Linked DNA regions of Mus musculus: region 1 is linked to region 2. The links are chromatin contacts, called in public HiChIP or PLAC-seq maps. All regions are on one chromosome and are shown on one strand. Each heading gives the region's core, a stretch centred on a gene start, on an enhancer-like site or on the middle of the called end of the contact. The rest is flanking DNA. Distances are from core to core; before and after follow the strand shown. Region 1 has its middle 16 kb from the start of Tincr. Region 2 overlaps Kdm4b (lysine (K)-specific demethylase 4B).

Evidence for each region. HiChIP or PLAC-seq counts read pairs in DNA pulled down with a chosen protein or histone mark.
Region 1: a contact with region 2 is called in an H3K27ac HiChIP or PLAC-seq map of oligodendrocyte precursor cells, with 18 times the contacts expected there. The contact joins two enhancer-like sites. A contact is called at or near these places in 1 of 15 datasets of contacts at CTCF or cohesin (the NIH/3T3 cell line), 16 of 484 Hi-C or Micro-C datasets (B cells, CD4 T cells, bone marrow-derived macrophages and 8 more), 7 of 115 datasets of contacts at active chromatin or transcription factors (the HPC-7 cell line, SST interneurons, a beta-TC-6 cell line and 4 more) and 3 of 9 other capture datasets (adipose tissue, liver and pancreatic islet).

What each region holds. Positions count from the first base shown.
Region 1 is chr17:56,534,558-56,541,837 of GRCm38.p6, reverse strand. No RefSeq gene overlaps it. Among named protein-coding and RNA genes, the nearest start is that of Tincr, 16 kb to the left of the region's middle. Within about 2 kb of position 5,592, at least 24 of the 459 cell types and tissues checked have an H3K27ac peak or open chromatin away from gene starts, as enhancers often do. A contact at or near this core is called in oligodendrocyte precursor cells, where this site is marked.
Region 2 is chr17:56,376,150-56,383,904 of GRCm38.p6, reverse strand. The region is part of intron 8 of Kdm4b (lysine (K)-specific demethylase 4B); the gene reads right to left. Gm32715 (a long non-coding RNA gene) reads left to right here. Exons shown (of 3, transcript XR_003952227.1): 3 at 1,445-7,722. Among named protein-coding and RNA genes, the nearest start is that of Gm32715, 8.6 kb to the left of the region's middle. Within about 2 kb of position 3,459, at least 44 of the 459 cell types and tissues checked have an H3K27ac peak or open chromatin away from gene starts, as enhancers often do. A contact at or near this core is called in oligodendrocyte precursor cells, where this site is marked.

The DNA of each region.
Region 1 (7,280 bases), core at 4,343-6,842, 160 kb before region 2:
TAAAGTGGGTTGGGACAGGACTCACAGGCATCTCTGAAGACTAAACCTGTTCTTCCCAACTCCAGCTGCCACCACGTCTTCTTCAGGAAACCCCTGCACTGCTGCTCCAGCTCAGAGACTCCAAGGACACTCAGGTGTGCACTCTCCCCCCACCCCCAGACCCCATCATAACACAGTGTCTTCTTATTAGGCATATTTCTGGAAAGGACTGGTTACATTTTTCCCTCCACTCCACCCTCTCTGACCTTGGCTGGAAGCAGGAAAAATTATTTTGGCTTTAACCATACTTAAGATGGCTCAGCAGGGCTGCCATGTACGCCCACAGCCAGTGGCTGGGATTGTGCACTGTGTAAGTGTTGCACCCTACTTCCAGAGCCACCCCAGCTCCACAGAGTTGTACAGTTGGGGATCCAGGCCCCCTTTCACTTTCAGTCCCTGATTTTTCATCTCTCTCTCTCTCTCTTGCTTTTGGGGAGCTGTAAGTAACCCTCCCAACTACCTAATGTGGACCCACTTTGGTTACCCACAACTCACTTCCCTATCCTGGGCACCTTGTATACATACCCTGCGATTGTACCTTTTTCTCTGTGCAGGAGGTGAGTCCCAAAGAGGGAAAGGTGTTTTTCTAGTCACACAGCAACATAGCAATGAAGAGTTAGAACTGGGGATAAGGGCACAGATGTAGGCTTTTGAGCCAATGTCTGCTTATCATCACTGAGGAAAAAAAATTGTACCTGTTGATCTCTGAAAGCAAACTGTGATCTTCATGGCTTTGGAAGGTGCCAACCTCCTGCTTTGGTCTAGTTTAAACCTTTGTATGAGTGTGAATTTCAGGGCATGGAACCCAGGGCCTTCTCAATGAAGGCAAGACCACACACCCAGTCCCTCATTGGGGGATTCTACACGGGACTCCATTCCCTAACCACACCCCAGCAGCCCCTTACTGGGGGAATTCTAGACAAGGGCTCCACCCCTGACCACGTCCTCAGCCCCTCATAGGAGGATTCTAGGTGGGGCTCCACCCCTGACCACACCCCTAGCCTCTCTCTGAGGTAGTCTACTCTGGTTTCCACTCCTGATTCCACCCCAGCCCCTTGCAAGGGGATTCTAGGTGGAGGCTCCACCCCTGACCACACCCCAAGTCCCTCACGGGGCAGTGTGTGTGTGTGTGTGTGTGTGTGTGTGTGTGTGTGTGTGTATTCCGGGCGGGGCTCCACCTCTGACCTCGCCCAGCCCCTCTGTAGTGTTCCAGAAGGGTGGAAGTTTCAGAATATCATTTACATACACAGTTCTGGGCTTTGGGGGCCTTTTCTGGTACAGCCATGGGTTCCACAGAGCACCCTAGAATGTCTGAGCTGTCGAGCTGTCCCTTGGTCCCTGACCTCTTGTGGCAAGGCTTGTCACACCACGCCTTCCATGCTGACACAGGATACCACCCATCCTGCCCACTCTGTCCCAGCCCTACTTTGCCACCATGGCAGCCAGTCCTAGCGGGCTCAAATAGACCCGTTCTGAGTTTCACTTCAGTGAGCCCTGGGTGAGCTGGTCATACACTAAACGTTGTTGTTATTGGGTTTAATAGATAGCAGCCACTTTCTGAAGCCCTCCATCACGACAGGGCCCATCCGTGATCTTCCATACGGGCACTTCCTGGCCCTGAGCCAACTCTTTCCATTATGGAATTGCTTGGACAGCATTTTAAATAACAAAACGCAATATCATTTAATTTTTTCGAACCATGGAGATCAATATGCCGTCCTTCAGGCGGCTGAGACCCTGCCTGAAGTTAATCTCATTTCCCTGGTCTGCCTGGGTCCAGTGGGGGTGGGCACTCAACGAGGGATTCTAGGCAGGGACTCCCTGTCTGGGTGTCCCCACCTGGGTCCGCACTGTGTGCGGACAGGGCTAATGAAGGCAGGGAAACTGAGTCTTCAAACATCTGCTGGGAGGCCTTGGGCTATTCCGACTGTGGGTAGAAACTGTGGTCGATTGAATGGGCACAGGACTATTACCCAGCCTCCCACAGGGGCTGGGACACCCCACAGAGACCGGTCTGATGGAGACCCTCTGTACGTGTGACAAGAAAGGCAATCTGGCACCTGACTTTTTTTTCCTGCCTAGTTTTTAAATCTTTAAAACTTTATTTATTTTTTTTTTATTTTAGGTTCTGTGTTGGTATGTGTTTTCACAGGACTGCAGTTCCTAGGAAGGTCAGAGGAATGCATTGGATCCTCTTAGCTACAGAGGGCAGTGAGCTGTCCCGAAGGTGCTGGGACCCAAATTCCCAGAACTCGGCAAGCTCCTAGCTGAAGACAGGTTCTTCCTATGTAGGGCAGATTTACCTTCAATTCCTGATCCAATTTCCAATTCCTGGTTCCTTCCAGTTGCTATGGTTATGTGAATTATCTTTTCATTCATATATGTATGTGTATACATATATATATCCCGCCCTGTGAGGTTTTATAGGTCAAGAGAGAGCCTGGTACTGGATTAGCTGGGTGAGTCTTGCCAGGAATCTTCCATTGTTGTCCCATGTCAAGGTGTGAGCCTGGAACCCAGTGACCTGGAGATTGGTTTGGGGCTGGAGGAGCCAACACCCCAGACATCCATGGAACCACAGGAAGGGGCATGGGTTTATGAAATGCAGTCTTAGACATCTCCTAGAGGTAAGAAGTGGTATCAAAATCTCACTCTATGAGGCAACTGGGCATCTCTACTGGTAAGAGAAGGAAGGCATTGCACCCCCAGTCTGTGAGATATCTGAGTGTCTTTTGAGGCCTTTGACAGCTCTCTCTGGGTGATATGGCTTGAATGATCTTCCAACATGACTTCCACTGACTCAGGAGTGTCGACCTGAGATAGGCTAGAGAGGATGTCGGAGAGCCCCGTGTTGTGACACTTTCATTTAGACCCATATGCCAACCCCAATTCAATGCTGCAAGGATTGACCCCTCAGCCTTCACAATGCCACCAGGGAGCCTCCCAGGGCCACGTGGGAGGTTTGCTGCTGTAGCTGCACCACTGGCCTGTGGTGATTCGGGAAGCTCTCCCTCTCTGAGCCTATTCCTACCACTGTAAAGGAGGGAGACAAACTAGTCAGGAATATGGAGGAACCTGGAAGAGGATGTGATTTATTTGTAGTTTGGAGATAGGGTCTCTTGTAGCCTAGGCTGGCCTCAAACGCACTGTATAGCCAGGAATGGTCTTGAATTCCAGTTCTGCCCACCGAGTCTCAGTCCCTTGTTTCATTGGCAAAACACAGACCTTGGGGTGGGAAGGAGAGGCTGCTCTCTCAGAAGCGAATGCGAATCCTGATTTTCTGTGGACGGTTGACCACGCTGGATCACCATGGACCTGCAGTCTGCTCCAGCTCTAAAATCAATGTAGACCTGGCCCCATCTCGTCTTTCAGCCACTCAAGGTGATGACCACTGAACAAGCCCACAAATCTGAGGGGCCACAAAGCTGGTAGAGGTGGCTCCCCCCCTCCCTTGGTGTCCCCATCTCTGGAGATTGGACTCTTTGAGAGTGACATAGTCTGCCAGGGTCCAGAAACTCTTGAAATCTGCAGTTACTCAAAGGCAGCCTTTGTCCTGTGCCGGCCGTCCAGCTGGAATCCCCCAATCACCACCCCCAGACCCGCTGCTGGGCTATCATCTCGGCAGGAATGCTGGGGAGGCACAGACAAGAATGACCCATGATTGTGGAAGAGGCCTCCGGTCTAATTTCCCAGAATGGGTTTTGAGCGCTTAATGCGGCCCCTGCTGGGCATGAGAGGCTGTGCCTGGCAGGGCTTTAGGCTCCAACATTCAAGGCACAAGAAATGCCAGAGCCCCCACAAGCTCTGGTTCTGGGGAAGAAGGTGAGGGAGAGCCCTGCCCTCAGTGTCCCTGGGTGACATTCGGGATACCTCAAAGTTTACAGGTGGCAGAACTGAGGCTTAGATGGATCAGGGGTCACACCCAAGGTCAGTGCTCCGTCCCCAGGCATGGTCCTATTGGTACTAAAGACTCAGTCTGGGCTCAGCAGCATTGAGATGCTTTAGAGTTTGAGGTTCAGGTCAAGTTCAAAGCCAAGGCTGTGGCCCAGTCTAGAATGGAGTTTAATTTAGAATGATTTCAAAATGGCATCAGGGTGGTGTTGTTTTTTTTTTTTTTTTAGTGAATAACAGATATTCTCAATGATTCAAAGATTGCCTGGCTTTGGTGATACACACCTTTAATCCCAGCACTTGGGAGGCAGAGGAAGGTGGATCTCTGTGAGTTTGAGGCCAGCCTGGTCTACAGAGTGAGTTCCAGGACAGCCACGGCTACATAATGAGACCCCCCGTCTCAAAAACAATAATAATAATAATAATAAAAAACAAACCCAAATCCAAACAAAAAACAGAACAAACAACAAAGATGACTGTGTTATAAGTGAGGGGATGCTTATTTCCTCTTCCTGATTCCAAGTCCCAGTCCAAACAGGTGGAAGGAGACTGTTGGGAGTCCACAGATGCTCCTCCAGGACCAAGCCAAGTTGCCAATGCAGCTCACAGGACTCTGCTCTCCCAGCCCTATCCACCCTGTTCTAGCCTCTCTCTCTCTCTCACACCCTCTGTCAGGTTCAGCTACAAGGATCTCCTCTATGCTCCAATATGCTACCTCCATCCTACCCCATGATCTGTGTGTGCCTGTGTCCCCTGCCCCGGGGCCTTTGTATGGCTGTGCCTCTTCCTGCACTTCTCTTTGGCTGACCAATCCCAGCGTTGAACTCCCTATTCAGCCATCATCTACCCACCCACCCACTCTCCTCCCCTCCCCTGGCATTAAAAGCCTCCCACTGCTTCCTGACATCTTCCTGGCATGTTGGAGCATAGAAGAGACATCTTATTATTTGGTTCCAATCGCTTGCTGGCTGAAATTCCCTTGTTTAGTTATTCAAGTGTATGTTGGGCACAGGGTCTAAAATAGTGCTTAGCACACAGTAGGTGCCTAATGTATGCCTATTGCTGGTTGGATGAGTCTCACCTCTGGAGCACTTTGAGTTAATATTTCAAAATAAACCCGTTGTTACCGATGGGTTAATTGCCTCCATTTGTGGGTATTGAGGTCTACAAACTTCTACAAGTTAAATACTCTCAAGCCAGCCAGCAACTGAAGGTTTACTTTCCGTGTGTGCCCATGCCCCGGGACCCTCCTCCTCTGGGATTTAATGACTTTGGTTTTCTGTGTGGGCCCTGTCCCTTCCCCCAGCCCTGTGACAGGACAAGGGGCTCATCTCCCACGTACTATCCAAGCCCAACCCAGAATCCTACAAAAAAAAGAACCTTTGTCTACTAAGCAACAAGGCACAGAGACCGCAGGCAACTTCTGAAGGTCACACAGAGCCCCATTGGGCTTCTCTTCCCACGCTCCTGGCACCACAGGGCCAGGCGAATCTCCTTGGCTCGGGTTAACGAGCATCTGCCAGTTGGGGATGCGCAAAAGCCCAATAAATTTGTTTTTCTGGATATCTCAATGCAGCCATCGGCCTGCGTGCCCGGCCCAGTGCAGCCTGCTGTTCCTCTTTGTCCATATCTCAACTTGGCAGGCGAAATCCCTCGCCCAGCAACGCGCCTTCAGCAGCCTTTTTTTCCCCTCTGTATTTATTTATTCTCTACCTCGCTCTTCCCAGCAGCTAGAGGAGGAAGCGATTAGATGAAGGCTCAATAGAACAAGAAAAGACGAACCCTTTTGGGCAGTAAGGGATTTTTTTTTTCTTTTCCCTTAAAGAATGCGGACTGTGGAAGGTGGAATTCGGAGGTTTGAATAGAAGCTCCATCCAATGGCTCAGATCACTAAGAATCTTCCAGTGCCCTGCAACCCCCACCCACTCCACCCAAGGAAGGCTTCCCAGACTCCAGGGCCTCCTCGGCTCTGGCGCTCAGTGACCTGGGAATTGTGGGGACCCCAGGAACTCCACTTCATCTGTGCATGTGGAGGGCCCAGGAGGAGGATTGTGCTTTGGGGCCACAAGGTTATGCTGAGGTGTCTTTGGGCCTAGGTTTTCTGTAGCTGAAAGATGAGCAAAATGGGCTTCAGTTGCCAAGGGTTACTCGAGTATTTCAGAAATTGCTGCTTACAGGACTTTCACTGAGTATAGGGGAAATCAGTCCTCATGGGTTCTCTGTGGAGTGTCCTGGGCTTTAGACTGTCCTGGGAGGTAACCCTAAACCAGTCAGCCCCATGCTGGGACTCTGCCAACAGAAAGGGCCCATTTCACCTCAGTAGGCTGGATATTACAGTTCTGTGACATAGTTTTGTTGAATGAAAGCTTGTCAACGTTTTTAAAATCTGGATCACTTCTGTCAACGACTCCCATTTACTCTCCACTCTTGGAGACCACTTAGACATTTTAAACCATGGTGGTACTCAGAGCAGCACACACAGGAACAAGGAGATTTGGGGAGAGTTACTTAGGATTGCACCGAATTTACTCTAAAGACAGAATGTCAGCCAAGAAAGAACCAAACTCCATTCATACATTTGATACCTATCCATCCACCCATTCATTCACCTACTAACCAATTCAACCACCCATCCACTCATCCACCTAACTATCCAACCACCTACCAATCCAGCCATTCCACTATTCAACCACCCACCTACCCACCCATTCATTCAAACACTCACACACTATTCAATCCATCACTATCCATCTGTGCACTCATTTTTCCATGTACCCATCCATCCATTCATTTCTACACCCCTCCACCTACCCATCCACCTACCCTATATCCATTCATCCTTTCACTTCTATCTAGCTACCAATCCACCCTTCTAGCCTTTCATCTATCCATCCATCCGGCTGTCCATTCACCCATACTTCTATACATACATTTACTTATGAACCCATCCATCTATGCACCCACCCTTCAACCTACCCATCACCTACCCTATCATTCCATACATCCATACCTCTACCCATCCAACCTTCCATATGCTTTTTCTTACTTCTATCCATGTACACATTCATCCACCTACACATCCATGTACCCATCTATCTGCCCATTCACCCTTCCATTCACTCACCCACCAATCCACCAATCCATCCATCCTACTTCCATACATCTATCCATCTACACATCTATTCCACCCATCCATCATCCCAACCATTATCCAACTATCTATTCATCCATATCACCCATTTACCCTTGCATCAACCCACCCATCCATCCACCTATTCATCCATTCATTTATCCACCCATCTATCCACTCATTCATCTAACCACCCATACAGTCATTTATCTATCCATGC
Region 2 (7,755 bases), core at 2,210-4,709:
TTTTCTTTTCTTTTCTTTTCTTTTCTTTTCTTTCTTTCTTTCTTTCTTTCTTTCTTTCTTTCTTTTTTTCTTTCTTTCTCTCTCTCTCTCTCTCTTTCTTTCTTTCTTTCTTTTCTTTCCTTCCTTCCTTCCTTCCTTCCTTCCTTCCTTCCTTCCTTCCTTCCTTCCTTCCTTTCTTTCTTTTGGTTTTTTGAGACAGGGTTTCTCTGTGTAGCCCTGGCTGTCCTGGAACTCACTCTGTAGACCAGGCTGGCCTTGAACTCAGAAATTCGCCTGCCTCTGCCTCCCAAGTGCTGGGATTAAAGGTGTGCACCACCACGCCTGGCAGCAGCTTCCTTTTCACACCATCCCTGAATGCCAGCATACCAATAGGACACCCAGGTGACAATAAGACAGTCCTACCAAGGCATCCATACCATCAAGCACCTCTGGGAAGGCCAGGAATACTCCCCAGCCACTGACCTGGACATGTCCACCTGCTGAGTCTGCCTCAGAATGGGGCTTGGGGACAATGCAAGGGAAGGCTCCCCTCGGGCTCCTTCCCCGAGGCTGCAATGGAGTCTTAAGCATGGTCTATAGTCTGTCACAGACTTATAGAAATAGCCTAGGCTGAGCATAAGCTGAGACAGCTGTCACACATGACTAGCTGGAGTTACCATCAGTGTTCCTACTTGCCACTGTCTTAGGGTGATCAACACAGCAAGTGACGGCAGAGCTGGTGCTATCCACGGCGTACAGAACAGCTGCAGCTGGGAGAGTGCACAGCACAGAACTGCATCCAGCTTAAACATGGCACAGGCGTTAGCAGTGCAGAACCAAATCCCCGGTTGGTTACCAGGAGCCTGCCTGATTGCCTCGAGAGGCCCTGGTCAGAGGTCACAGGGGTGTGGCATTGTCCACAAAGGTTGCAATTACCACCCCTCCTGTGTGCTGGGGTCTCGAGCAGGGAAGCAGGGATGGGGCCAGGAATACTTCCTGCGTGCAAGACCCCAAAGCCACCTGCAGGTCCCCAGTCCTCTAAAAGCTGATGTCTTGTTGCCTCGTGCCAACTCTGGGGGAGGGGCTTCCACACTCACACTGAAACACAGGACACAGCAGTGCCGTCGGGAATGCAGGGAAGGCTGCTCTCCTCTGCTGGGTCATGAAAGAGAGGGACATTTGCCCGTAGAGCCTGAGAACCTCACTTCTGCTTCCTGTCCCTCTCCGTCATCACCAGGAAGTAGCCAGAAAGAAGTGACACTATACCTGCCGCTGCCAACCCTACTACTCTCAGCTCCACTCTGAGAAGCCTCTGTAACTACCCAGGAGAAAGTGGGCACAGGCATGCAGAGCTGTGCTGCTCTCCTGACCACCCAACAGGGTGGCCCATCAAGTAGCCTAGCATAGTGCCCAAGGGGCTTGTAGCTGCCCCTTGGCTAGCAGTCCGGTCTTTCTTGCCCAGCAGAACTCACAGGCAAAGAAGAGTTAGAATCTGCAGTGTGCACATTAAGCACAGACTGGCCCAGAGGAATGAGCTGCCACGTGCTTCCCAACCTGGAGCCAAGCTTGGACAGCCCACCTGGACCAGCTTGCAATTCTGCATACAGAGGTTAGGGAGTCCATGGCGCCCACCTCCCTACACAGGCTACCTTGTCTTACTTTGTGAACAGATGGCATCCTGCAGCCATCACTCTGCGTCCTGCTGCAGCCATGGAGTCACTCTGCAGCCTAAGGTAATGTAGAATACCTCCTCGAGCTGTGTGGCGGTCCAGAGCTTAGTGTGGCTGCACATGGCACAGACACCTTTAATGTGCTTCTGTGTAAGAGACCCCACCTGTGTTGACAGCAGCACCTGCTTCCTTGGGTGGCCCTCACTCCTAGGTACTGGTACTCCTCAAAGTATGTGACCTACTCCTGCCTGTCTGTGTCACTATCCACTTCCCTACACAGATCCTGATGGAGACCAATTGTCCATCTCAGATCCTTCTACGTCACTGACTATCAGGAGCCTAGCCAGGTCAATGAGATCCTCAGAGACACGAAGGTGACATGTCGTTCAAGGCTACCCAAGTCACAGAAGTGCTTGTCTAATGAAGTTGAAACACTGGAGTGTGGCTGGCAAACACGGGACAAAGGCCCCATACTTCCCTTGTGGTGCTGGACCAGGGCTCTGTGCCTAGCTAAACCTTGCCCCAATGCCCCTGGGCCCAGGGTCATCCCCATTAACAGACTGTGCCTGTATACCATGCATTTCTAGAGATTGAAGACTGCTGGGAGGTGTCTCATTTGTAGTAGGGTGCATACATGCTTATTCCAGCTCTGCTGAGAGTTGCAAGCCCTTGACTTCCTGGCTCCTTTAGGGCTGTGTCAGGCACAAAGGTTCTGCCTCAATTGCGACCCTGTCCCTGGGGCTCCCACACTTTGAATCTGTTCCCTCTGCCTCACTCAGAGTCAGGCTGGGTGCACAGCAGTGAGGCCACCTGGGTTCCCAGGATCTTCTGTGAGCTCTGAGCTCTGGTTGGAGGCTGTGTTCTTTTGACAGGCTTGGTTACACCAGAACCCGCTCATGCGAAACAGTGAGCTGGGGGAGGCAATAGCTGGAGAGGAGATGATTAAAACACAGCTCAATAAAACCACCAAACCGGATAGCATGTTACTGCAGGGACTCTCCTGCTCTCACCAGTGTGGCAGGGACAACTCTCAGTCATGGCATAGGAACCAGGGCGGAACACAGCCTGTTGCTGGAGCGGCTAGAATTTGGTAAGGGTAGGGCATGTCCTAGAGGGGACAACAACATTGTCCCCAGCTCACCAACATGGTCACCCATGGCTGGACATATTCAGATATGACTGCCCCTACACCCAGGTCTGCACCACATCCCTTCTATGTAGACGTGACCAGGCCTGGGGTCTAGGAGCCAGGGTAGGGGCACACTACAGGCTGCAGGAGGGGTGCTGATCAACCCTGCTGACCTGATGAAGACTGGGCCACAGTGGGTCCTCTGGATGCCTGGCTCAGGCCTGGTTTGTCAGTTCTTAAAAGTGGACCTTGCTAAACCACAGTACCATACCAGCTGGCTGTGGCTATGCACACCCTTTTTCAATGCTACCATAGCTTTCCATGTCAGAAATACCTTTTAAAAAGGCTGACCTCAAACTTGGGGCAATCTTCCTGTCTCGGCGTCCTGAGTGTTAGGGTGACAGAAGTGCACCAGTCCCATAGCAGAGGAAGGCAAGCTCAATGATTGAAGGGACATTTTTGAAGAGCCATCTGTTTGAGGGAGACACTCTGGCCCACTAAGGGTTACAGCACAGAACTCTAGCTGCGGCTTGGCCCATTTCTGCTACGATTGCCAGCGCTGCAACGGCAGCCAGTTCATTAGGGAGCCAGAGGGACTGTGCACAGGATGATTAGGCGCCAGCTCACAGTGCTGCCTGGTGGGGCCTGTGCCCCTCAGCAGTCTCTGGTGTCATGATGCCCCTTGTGTGGCACTGTACCCATGACAACACCCACCTCACCCCTCTTGGCACAGAGGCCACTTGTCCTGAGTGGCAGGGAGCTGGCAGCACTAGACTGTCTTCTCCCCTGACGGTGCTCTTTGTCTGGGTCCTGTCAGTCCCTGCTTTGTGCAAACCTCAGTGTGACCATCATGGCCTTCTGGGGCAGCCCACAACTTCCCAGCACCCCTTACCATGGGAACCCCTGGAGCCCCAGTTTACTCATAGGGAAATTGGGACAAGATTGTAATGCACAGGCTACATAATGTGGGGTGTCCATGATGTACTCTTCACTTAACCTACTGGGGAGTCAGTGGCAGGGGGCAGGGGGTTATCAGCATGTACCTCCTCCACCAAAGACCTTACATGATACTTAAGAACACTGTTGCCACCAGGGCTGTTGGGGCTTCTGACATGGGGTACAAGGCTAGGATACCCCACAGAGAACGCCAAGACCATGTATTGTGCTGGGGAACTCATGCTAGGCTACCTTTCTAGATCTTCCCTCTACCTAACAGTGGCCAGCTGTACCACAAGAAGGCTGTGTCAGCCTTACACAGGACCCTCTGTGCTCCCACTGGCCTTCTGGGACTCATAGCGCAGAAGTCATGAGACAGGGATGGAGGAGGAACACACTTCACAATAGCCATCATGTGCATACAGCCCTGCCACAGCATAGATCAGGGGCCAGTGGAGCAAATGACCAGCTGGTGGCACGACCTCAGACCCTGTGACTGCAGTTTCAGGCCAGCCTTATGCCTCTCAGCCTGCAACTAACTGTCACCCACAGCAGGAAACAAGGCTGCCAGTTCTTACCTGGTCATTAATCTGTGCTGAGGGCCTGCTGCTACCAGTCTACCACAAGGGCATGACGATATGCAAAGAGGAGGCTACCTCCAGACTTTCCCTCCAACTCCAGTGTCGTATTTCTGGGAAGACTGGCATCTGGCCACAGAAATGGCAAGGGGACAGAGAAGCTGCTGAACGTGCAGCTAGAGCCAGGCTCTCAATCACACCCTGGTCTCACCACAGCTCAGCCTGGTGGGGTCGTGATGAGACCCTTCCCTGCAGTGTGGACCAGGGCTGAGCTTCCCACACTGTGTGTGTGGCCTGTGACTTGCAAAGGCTGATGCAGCAGCCAGTGACAGGCAGGGCTGTACAGGAGGCGCCCCCTCGCTAAGAGAACCCCTTTGATCTAGTTAGTGACCTGTGGAGAATTGCTCCAGCCTGTGAAAAGCAGGCTGGTGGGCAGGCAGGCAGACTGTGCCTCGAGCCTGCCCATGTTATCACACCTGGAAAACTCTTAAGAAGGAAGGGCTGACCTGGTGCATTCCCAGAAGCTCACACCACATCTGCACATAGGTCTACTGAACAGGCCAGGAACCTGGAGGGTATGCTGGACATGGCACCTGCTGGGTACCATTGGCAAAGTTGCTTGGCCTCTCTGTTCCTGTCTGTCAGCCCAGAGTTACCATTCCATGGAGGGTGCTGACTTCACAGAGCAAGGAATGAACCATGTCTACGGGGATCATGTGGGAATGCCTGACTGCCTGAGACTTAAGAGAGTGTTCACCCTAGCTAGCCCCAAGCTCATTCACGGCCCTTGCTATACATGTGGGATGGAAAGTGACACAGCTGGGTGGCTGAATTTTCTGGATTTCTCATCTCTGATTCTTTTGCTTCTGAGATAGGATCATGCCCTGTAGCCTAGGCTGTGACCAACCTTGCAGCAATCCTGCCTTAGCTTCTTGGATGCTGAGATTCCATGTGTGCACCACGCACAGCTCAGGAAACTCTGGAAGGACAAATGTTGTCAAGAGAGGAGAAGAGCCCATGAGGGGCCCAAGCCCGACACAGGTCTGTGGGGCTTTGTTTTGTTTTGTTTTGAGGTAACCCAGGCTGCCCTCAAACTCAAGGATGCCTGTAACCAAAGATGGTTCTGAACTCCTGATCCTCCTGCCATTTGGTTAGCCTTAACTCTCATCTCAAAACTGAACCAACAAGACCGTTGGCAACAACGGATGCTGCACATGGACAAGACACTCACATGAGCAAGGCCACTCTCAACTGCCCTACTGTGATCACAGAAGGAAAAGCCAGAAGAGGGGGTGAGAGAAGCTAGCATGAGCATCTCAGGTGTCCTTATCTCTCTACACAACCAAATTAGAAAAGGACACTCCCTTCCCAATCAAAAGTGGGACCTGAGGCTCACGGCCCATAATCTGCTCTTTAACTGCGGTCACTTCTCCCTGCCAGTAAAGACAGAACAAATCCCAAGAGAGAACTCTTTTAATGGCTGTGTAATATTCCCTTAGCACATGTTACTTTACTGGGGAGGTCTGTGAGACTATACTGCACCTGTCCCAAAAAGATAGTGGCCAAGGTCAAAGGTCAAAACAGACATGGCTCATAAGACAGCCTTCTGCAAAGGGTCCATGAGTTACTGCAGTTGACCTGAGGATTCTGGGGTCTGTGCCCTGGGGTGACCTAGATGCCCCAGTACCACATCTCTCCCCTGAGCTGAGCCTCCCACAAAGTCTATGCTCACATGTGAACAATCTAGAAAAATTCCTGTACCCTATAGCATCTTGCCTCCCTAGAGATTCTGGTGACTTCAGTATGGGCTGTTTCCTGGCCCAGAGGTCAGCCTGTAGCTCCAGTGCATTTGAGTTCTGCCTCCCACTGCCAGGGCCAGAGGTATGCTGGCTCAGCTGGATGCCTGGTCTCTTATGAAGGAGGCGGTGTAGGCGTGGGGATGCATGCACACAGTGCTGGCTAGGGCTAATGTTCTCACCTCCACAGCCAGCAAGTACCTTCCTGGGAGACTCAAGGAGTGCCAGGCTGCAGAGAGGACCTAGCTTGGCACTGTGTGACTCTATGCTGGTGGCTCCTCTGTTCCTTAGGGACATGCAGGTGGAACTCCAGTGCCTACCATTTACTGTGGGCTCCTCTGCACCCTCTTCAGCCATTAAAAATGCAAAATACCACCTGTTCTGCCCTGGTCAGAGAGGAGTAGGGCTTGCAGCTCCCTGATACTGCTGTGGACTTGGGAGGGCAGGTGAGGTCCCAGGGGAACGGAGAGAAGCCAAAAAGGACACAGCCTATGCATGCAGGCTGGGGAGGATGGTGCGGAATTGTGACCACCATGTGGGAGCAGCTGGCGGGGAAGAGAAAGACAGGCACTCACCCCGGGACTCAGACCCCATCTTGCCTTGCATGGCATGGCACCCCTCACAGCTTCTCTGTCCACACCAGGAGGGAGCAGCAATCCTGGACCCCAGTTCCCACCATGAGGCCCCACCCTCAGCTGGCCATGCACCCCCCTGGCTGGTGGGCACACCTGGGAGAGCGCTGTGCTGGCCACTCTGCCCTTTCACTGGCTGGTCTATGATGCCTCGGACCACTTGTCACCTAATTTGACACTTTGCTGTCTGACTGTGGAGAATGGTGCCATCATGGACCACGATCCACAAATGTTGCTTGTTTGTGAACATGTGGCTGAGACTGAAATTGCTTTTACTGTCTGGGCAGTTCCTGTCATGGCTGCGGCTGAAACAGCCCTGCCTTCACAGCTCAATTTGCAGGTGCCAGCCCTACCAGCTCTAGCCATGCAAGGTGTCTACTCAATCAAAACTGGACACGGGTCTCAACCCTGGCTCATGCCACCTTCCCACGTCATGCCAGACTTGGTGTTTCGTTTAGACTGAAGACAGGCCCCAACAACAGTGGATCACCAGGCCCATACTACATCCTTAGTGAGTTAGCCCAGAGCTTCATGGCTCTGTATCATGTCCAGTCACAAAAGGAGACAACTGCCCCAGGCAGCAGAGTGAGGGCAGCAAGCAAGAAGCAAGGGGCTGAGGGAGACCAGGAATGGCCCAGTAGACAAAGCAGGCAACGATCTGAATTCCCACCTTCTGAACCCACATAAAGGTGGGTGTGCTAGTCGTGAATGGAAGTGAGATGGGAGGCTGATGGGGCACCCCAGAAGCCATAGGCAGGAGACCATGCCTCACATAGGAAGATGACATGTGGGTTACATGTGCACACAGGTGCACATGAATACACATGAGTAGTAGCAACACTAATAAAAAGGTAAATGGTGACCCAGGCCTGGGCATGGCCATCCTGTGGGCCCATCATTAGGAAGGCCAAGGCAGGATCAGGCAAGTTCATGCTTGATGTCTCAAAAACTGAAATGGAACTAGTAAATAACTTGGCTCAACAACAAAGGCCAGCTCCCCTGAGCAGCCCTACCAGGGAGAGACTGTCCCCCCCT